Regions from separate parts of the Mus musculus genome. Here region 1 is linked to region 2. Evidence: chromatin contacts called from public Hi-C data. All regions are on one chromosome and are shown on one strand. The core of a region is the stretch at or near the end of the contact, and the rest is flanking DNA. Distances in the headings are between cores, read along the strand shown. Region 1 overlaps Hspg2 (perlecan (heparan sulfate proteoglycan 2)). Region 2 has its middle 37 kb from the start of Wnt4.

The links. A called contact is a pair of places that touch in the nucleus more often than the background predicts.
Region 1: a Hi-C map of muscle stem cells shows a contact between it and region 2, with 2.0 times the contacts expected there. The contact joins two enhancer-like sites. A contact is called at or near these places in 2 of 39 promoter capture datasets (cranial neural crest and pre-B cells), 3 of 484 Hi-C or Micro-C datasets (muscle stem cells, nephron progenitors and palatal mesenchyme) and 2 of 115 datasets of contacts at active chromatin or transcription factors (the NIH/3T3 cell line and fibro-adipogenic progenitors).

What each region holds. Positions count from the first base shown.
Region 1 is chr4:137,496,852-137,499,917 of GRCm38.p6, reverse strand. The region is part of intron 1 of Hspg2 (perlecan (heparan sulfate proteoglycan 2)); the gene reads right to left. Among named protein-coding and RNA genes, the nearest start is that of Hspg2, 30 kb to the right of the region's middle. Within about 2 kb of position 1,492, at least 95 of the 459 cell types and tissues checked have an H3K27ac peak or open chromatin away from gene starts, as enhancers often do. A contact at or near this core is called in muscle stem cells, where this site is marked.
Region 2 is chr4:137,313,093-137,316,261 of GRCm38.p6, reverse strand. No RefSeq gene overlaps it. Among named protein-coding and RNA genes, the nearest start is that of Wnt4, 37 kb to the right of the region's middle. Within about 2 kb of position 1,476, at least 25 of the 459 cell types and tissues checked have an H3K27ac peak or open chromatin away from gene starts, as enhancers often do. A contact at or near this core is called in muscle stem cells, where this site is marked.

The DNA of each region.
Region 1 (3,066 bases), core at 243-2,742, 180 kb before region 2:
TCACCTCTAACTGCCCAGTAACAAAAAGGCAGAATTAGCCTGGTGTATCGGCTCACACCGATAATCCCAACACTTAGGCTAGGGGCAAGAGGATCAGTTCGAGGTCAACCTTAGCTGCACAGCCAAGTGGAGGTCAGTGTGGGTTACCTAAGACCTTATCTCAAACACACACACACACTCACACACTTATGGGCAAACCACTGGTCTCTCCTTCACTCTATGTGGCACTCTCTCCCATCCTATGTTCCTGTTCCCATAAGTAGACACAAAATCCCTGGGTCTGTCTTATCTGCTGCCAGTTGATCCACACGGGAGCTGAGGCTCATTTTAACTGCCAGGCACAGCCATCATATGTGTGTGTGTGTGTGTGTGTGTGTGTGTGTGTGTGTGTGTGTGTGTGTCCGGGACTGAGCACCACGTGGTCACTTTGTGTTTGTCCGGCTGCTGAGCCTTGGATAAGAGCTGTACTGCCCTCACCTGACAGCATGGTGTGACCTACTGTCTGATCCTCATAGCCAAAGAGCCATGCTGCCACCTGATTCTCATCTCCTGACCACATAAGGGGCTCATTCCTGTCCACAGTGGTAGTCAAAGGCTTGCAGACTATGTCCCTATGCATGCAGGTATGTGACCTCAGACTCTCCAGGAGTGGTAGCAGAACATATGACATGCCTGTAATACCAGCACTCAAGAGGCAAAATCAAGAAGGTCATGAGTTCAAGGCCAGCAGGGGCCTGATTGAGGTCTCGCCTCGAAACCAGTGTCCTGTCTAGGGTGTATCTCAGTAGTTCGCTGATAGAACACCTGCCTTCCTCATGGGCGCAAAGCCCTGGGTTTGGTCCCAAGTACCACCATCACCAAAACACAACCCCACCCCCACCCCCCAAGGGCAGGTGAAAAACAGATTTCTGGCTCCTTCTCAGAGCCCCGGAGGCAGCTTCTCATTGCAGGTTTGACAGAGCTGTGCATACCCATGAGATTCTGAGAGGCGCACTTAAGAACAAGACTGGAGGCTTGTTCTTCCCTGCCTGGGAATAGAGGTGTCTGGAGGGTCAGCCTTGAGCAGGCCTTGATTGACACCAGGGGACTAAGAGGCTAGAGTTGGGGCAGGGACAGTGATCAGGGGCACAGGAGCTTTGAGAAAGGGCATACTTGGGTCCTTTCCAGGTAGGAAAAGTCACGGTGTTATGATCACACCCTCCCAGTGCCCATTCGAGCAAAGCTATGGGGGCCAAGCACAAGGTGCACAGATCCCTGGCACCACTTAGACACTGCTGTCTGGAAAGGAAACTCTTGCTGCTAAGCAAGATCCAGGGCTTCTTGTAGAGAGGAAGGGGGTGGGGTGGGGGAGTAGCCTGGAACCGGACAGGAAATAGCAAAGTGAGATTCAACAAGAAAAAACACGCCAGGAACACACATCTGCAGGAAGGCCAAGGGCACAGGGCTCTGAGTCAGAAGGCCCCCAGCCCTAGACACCAGGTTGACGGTGGCAGCTGCTCTCGCCTGTAGCTCTCTCCCCAGTATTGGAGCATACAGGGGCAGCCAGGGCCCTCAGGGAGAGGTAAGACAGCCAGGGGCAGAGAGTTCGTTTGCAAAAAAAAAAAAGCTGTCTATGCAAAGGCAGCTGTGTTTCACATCTGGGAGGGGAAATGGAGCCAGAGGGAAAGAGGCTCTGGAAAAAAAGCAGAGTGGGCCTGGACACCTGATGGTAGAAGAGTCTGAGTGCTAGCCAGGCTAGCCTTTCCTTGGGACAGTCAAGGCAGAGCCAGTACTCGCTCACAGAGTGCTCCCTGCACACCAGGACCTCCCGAAGCTGGCTGCAGACCTAACCTCTCACCAGTGAGTGCTAAGGACCCTGAGAGTCCCCCTCAGGTCCCCTTTCAGTATAATACATGTCACCCAGAGAACCACAGCTCACAAAGACCCTCTGAGGTGGTGAGGTAGTGGTGTGCGGCTCTTCCCCATAGACCCTGCCTAGATCACCATGGGGCTAACCTGTGCTTCAAGCTCTGCACTAACCAGGCAAAGCCGAATCACTGGGCTAGACCTCATTGAGGCTGCAAGGCCCAACAGGATGGCAGTACCAGAATGAATGCCCAAGGCTACCCAGGCTCCATCTCCAACCTGACCAGTCCCCTGAATGGCCCAAGGGGATGCTGGGCTGGCAGCAGCCTGGGCCTGTGCAAGTGTGTTCCTTAAGTCCTAAGGAGCCATGGGTAGCTCCAAGGTCACAGGCAGAAATAGAACCCAGGCTTCCTGCCCCGTAGCCTGTCTCCGGCCATGCGGGAGCCCTGCTTCCTCCCAGAGGAACGGGAGTACTCAGGCAGGGCTGGAGGGAGATCTGAGCCAGCAAGGAAGGAGCCAAGCAGAGAGGGGATTTTCCAGACCTGTAGGTTGCTAGGGGAAGGGGAGTGGCTGACTCACGTAGGCCAAGGCCAAAGTCTGCCTCTAACTTCAGGGAGTGACTCCTTGAGGCAAGGATACAGGCAGGGTGGTCCCTAGTGACAGCTACTCTCTGAACCCAAGCAGGTGGCCAAACAAGAACTTCTGGGAGGCAGCAGACTCATGCCCTGGGTGTTGTCCAGGTTTTCTTGGTGAGGATAAGGGACACACACGGAGATACCTCTAGATCCAAGGCCTATAGAGGGACAAGGAAAGAAGAGACAGAAAGTAGGCTATCCTCGGTAGCATCCATGAGGCTTCGGAGGGAGTCAAGGTTGACTAGGATGCTTTCAGAGCGCAGAGACATGCAGGGCATAGAAACCAGACAAGGCCTGGAACATGGGGACACAGGTACATACAGGACAGAGAGCGTTGAGTGTGAACCTTTCAAAGGTTATACCATAGACTGCTTCTACGACTGCTTGGATCAAGGCTACTGACCCACAGGAACATGAGAGAAGACAGTAAGAGCCAGAGGGGCTATGAGGTGACCCAGTGGGAAAGATGCTTGCTGACCAAACATGAGAACCTGAGTGAGTTCCGATTCTACACACACACACACACACACACACACACACACACACACACACACACACACACACACACACACACAAACCCAGACTT
Region 2 (3,169 bases), core at 227-2,726:
CACTGCATGCGTGTAGTGTCTGGGGATGCCAGAAGAGGGCGTCAGATCACCCTGGGACTGGAGGAATGGGTAGTAGGAGTTGAACCTAGGTCCCTGAAGGTGTAGCTAGTGCTCTAAACTATGGAGCAAAGCTCCTCCTCTGCTGAGGTGGTTGTTACTTTAGGAAGGAGAGTTTAAAACAGGCTTAAGGACAGCTAGGTGGCCAAGCAGTTCTGTGGTCCTTCCACAGTCTTTATATTTTGTAGTTTATGTAATCTGCTAATTCTGTGTGTGGTGAAGAAAAAGAGGCAGTTTAGACACCTTACACAACTGTATTGCATCTGGGCCCACATCTCTGACCTTCCGTCATCAGTGTTTACCTTCAAGTTCTTGGCTCCAGGTTTGAGTAATAGGGCAACCCCAGACTCCTCAGTGCTGAGCACTGCTTTCCACATCCTTTTCCTGGACTCGCTTCATACTGTCTTGCTGCCTTTGGGTAGTGTGGACATTAGAGCCAGCTATTGACAGGATGGTCCCCGGCCACACTCTGCTCTCCATAGGAATCACTGACCCTCAGGCACACATAAGCCTTTCTTTCATGAGGTGGTGATCCTAATGAGCTGCTCTGGAGCGACTGTCTGTGGCCTGTAAAGTATGCTATTGTTAGAGACTACTTTCACTGGAGTGCACCATTGAGAACTCGAGAGACAGTAGATACTTGCCTATTAAAGATAATATACATTAGAGTCCTGTGTTGGAGGAAGACTGAAATATATGTTTAATAGGGGAGGTTTAAAATAATTGTGCAGACTAATGTGGCCAGGATGTAAAGAAAACCCTGCAGTAAGTGTGTCATGGGTCTGCATTGCGTTCTTCTTCTGAAATAGAAAGGACAGGTTTTGAAGGTAAAGGTGAATACTCCATTACCTATTAGAGTATGAATCAAAGGCATCCTATTCAGCAGCATTTCCTGTGAGCTCTAGCCCCTGGCCACTGTCTGTAGGCAGATAAGCTGAAGTGCTCATCCTAAGGAGCTGCCCTCTGGCCTGTAAAGTAGCTCTATGTATGCTTATTGTTAGACTACTTTCCCTGGAGTATTCAATCTGATACCGGGAGGCCCAATATGTTAATCTCAGCCATTCAACACCCCCACCCCCATATACCAACCAAAGGTATGAATAGTGAAAAAAGAAAGTTAGCAAGGCCATGTTGGTAAATACTGAAAAGGGGTATGTTGACTCCAAGTCCATCCTGGGGGCTTGGCGGGGCAGGGAGGTGGTAAGGGGGACGGGGGAGGCGGGGCGTGTAATGACTGAAGCTTTAAAGAAATAGGAAGAGTTGGGAGGTAGGGAGGGATGCATAATTAAGCTTTTGGTCAAGGTGTGGTCTGATTGGTCAGTGAGTCAGGTTCTGCTGGGTGATTTGGTGAAGTTAATACCTGAGGCCCTGTTCTGGTTCCCAGAGTTGATGGCCCCTGCTAGGGATGATCTCATCCTGGTGTGATCTGTTTGGCAGGCGCTGATGGTCTGCAGTCCAAAGTAACTGCTGGTTTATGACAGTGACTGAAGACTTCCAGGTGCCTTTATGGGGGTCTGGAACAGGACGCTGTAAAAGCTGACAGCGAGGCGTCTCAGTTACTCTTTGTGTCTTAAGCCTCCAAGGAGAATGAGATCGTACCGCTGGTAGGCCAGACAGACAGAGACTAGGGTGCTTCTGAGTAGAGTTCGGCAGCGTTTTGACCTGGAAACTGGGTAGGGTGAAGGTCGGCCGACCTCTGCCCTGTTTGAGTTGGGAGCGAGTGTGAAGTGAGTGCTTTTAGCAAAAGCACTTTGTAGTACCTGATGGTGCGCTTGTCTAGACTTTTATTTGGGAAGTCGGTATTATTTTCTTCTCAGTAATATTTCAGTTCACCCTGCAGAGGGAACTCAGTAGCAGATTCCAGGTGATTAATGTTAGAGATGAATATGAGTGGAAACTGTCCTCATTAAGCCAAGGTGGGCTTCTGGGAAAAGTATTGAAACAACGGCTGCTTTGTCCTGTTGTTCATGGTCTCCCCATTGAATTTTATTATTATTTAGGGCTGAGTTTTTTGTTTGCTTGCTTGCTTGCTTTTTGAGAGAGGGTTTCTCTGTGTAGCCCTGGCTGTCCTGAGACTTGCTCTGTAGACCAGGCTGGCATTGAACTCAGCTCCTTGCCTCTGTCTCTTAAAAGTTGTACACCACCACTGCCTGGTGTAGGGTTGAGTTTTAGCTGTAAGGAATTTAACAGTAGTGCCCACTTTTGTGGGTTAGTTTGACAATCAATTAGTATTTGATTATGGTAGAGTCTGAGCTCCCGTGTCTTGACTGTGGTTAGCTAGCTATAAATGAGGTATTGGGCCAGTTCTAGAGGCAGAAAATAGAGGGTTGTTAGTGAGCTCTAAGCCTAAAACTGAAAAGCTTCATTTGTGCTTTGTGGTCATGAGTTCAGAGCTTCGGAAAGGCCTGTGCTAATACCACACTGTCTAGTGCTTCAAAACGATTATAGAGAGAGATTTTAAATTTTGGTGCCAGTTTTTGACAAGAGTTTCTTAGATGGTTGAGATTAGCTCCATCTAGTGGTAAATTTAGGTTAAAACTCTGACAATTCACTCCAGATTACACTCTAATTTGGATACCAGTTCCTTACTGGGATTTTTCTTTTTCTTTTTCTTTTTTTTTTTTTGAATCAATGACAGAAAGTCATGGAGCTGACTTTATAGTACCTTGCTGCACTGGGAAAACTAGTGAATTCTTCAAGAAGTTAAGACTTAGTCTAGAAATTCCACAGACTATCAAGTTATAAAATCTATGGAACTTCTAACTTAGGGAAATTGTGCAGAGCCTTGACTGCTATACAGTCTTGGGACAGTGTTATGAATACCTTTGATACTTCGGTAGTGAGACCATAGCCCCTGCTGTGCACTATAAGTAGTTTGTAGAGTTGCATTGCAGGGGACCACACATGGTACACACAGACTGGCACCACTGGTGTGTGTGTCAGATACTTCATATTTCCTCTGGCCAGCTATTGACTCGTTTGTTCTTTCTTGAGGCAGAGCTCATGAATTGCAGGCAAGGTCTCTTGGATCCTGTGCTGACCTTGAACTTTCTATATAGCTGAGAAAGATTTCTTTCTCCTGCACGCTGTGATTATAGGGTTGGACTGCCAC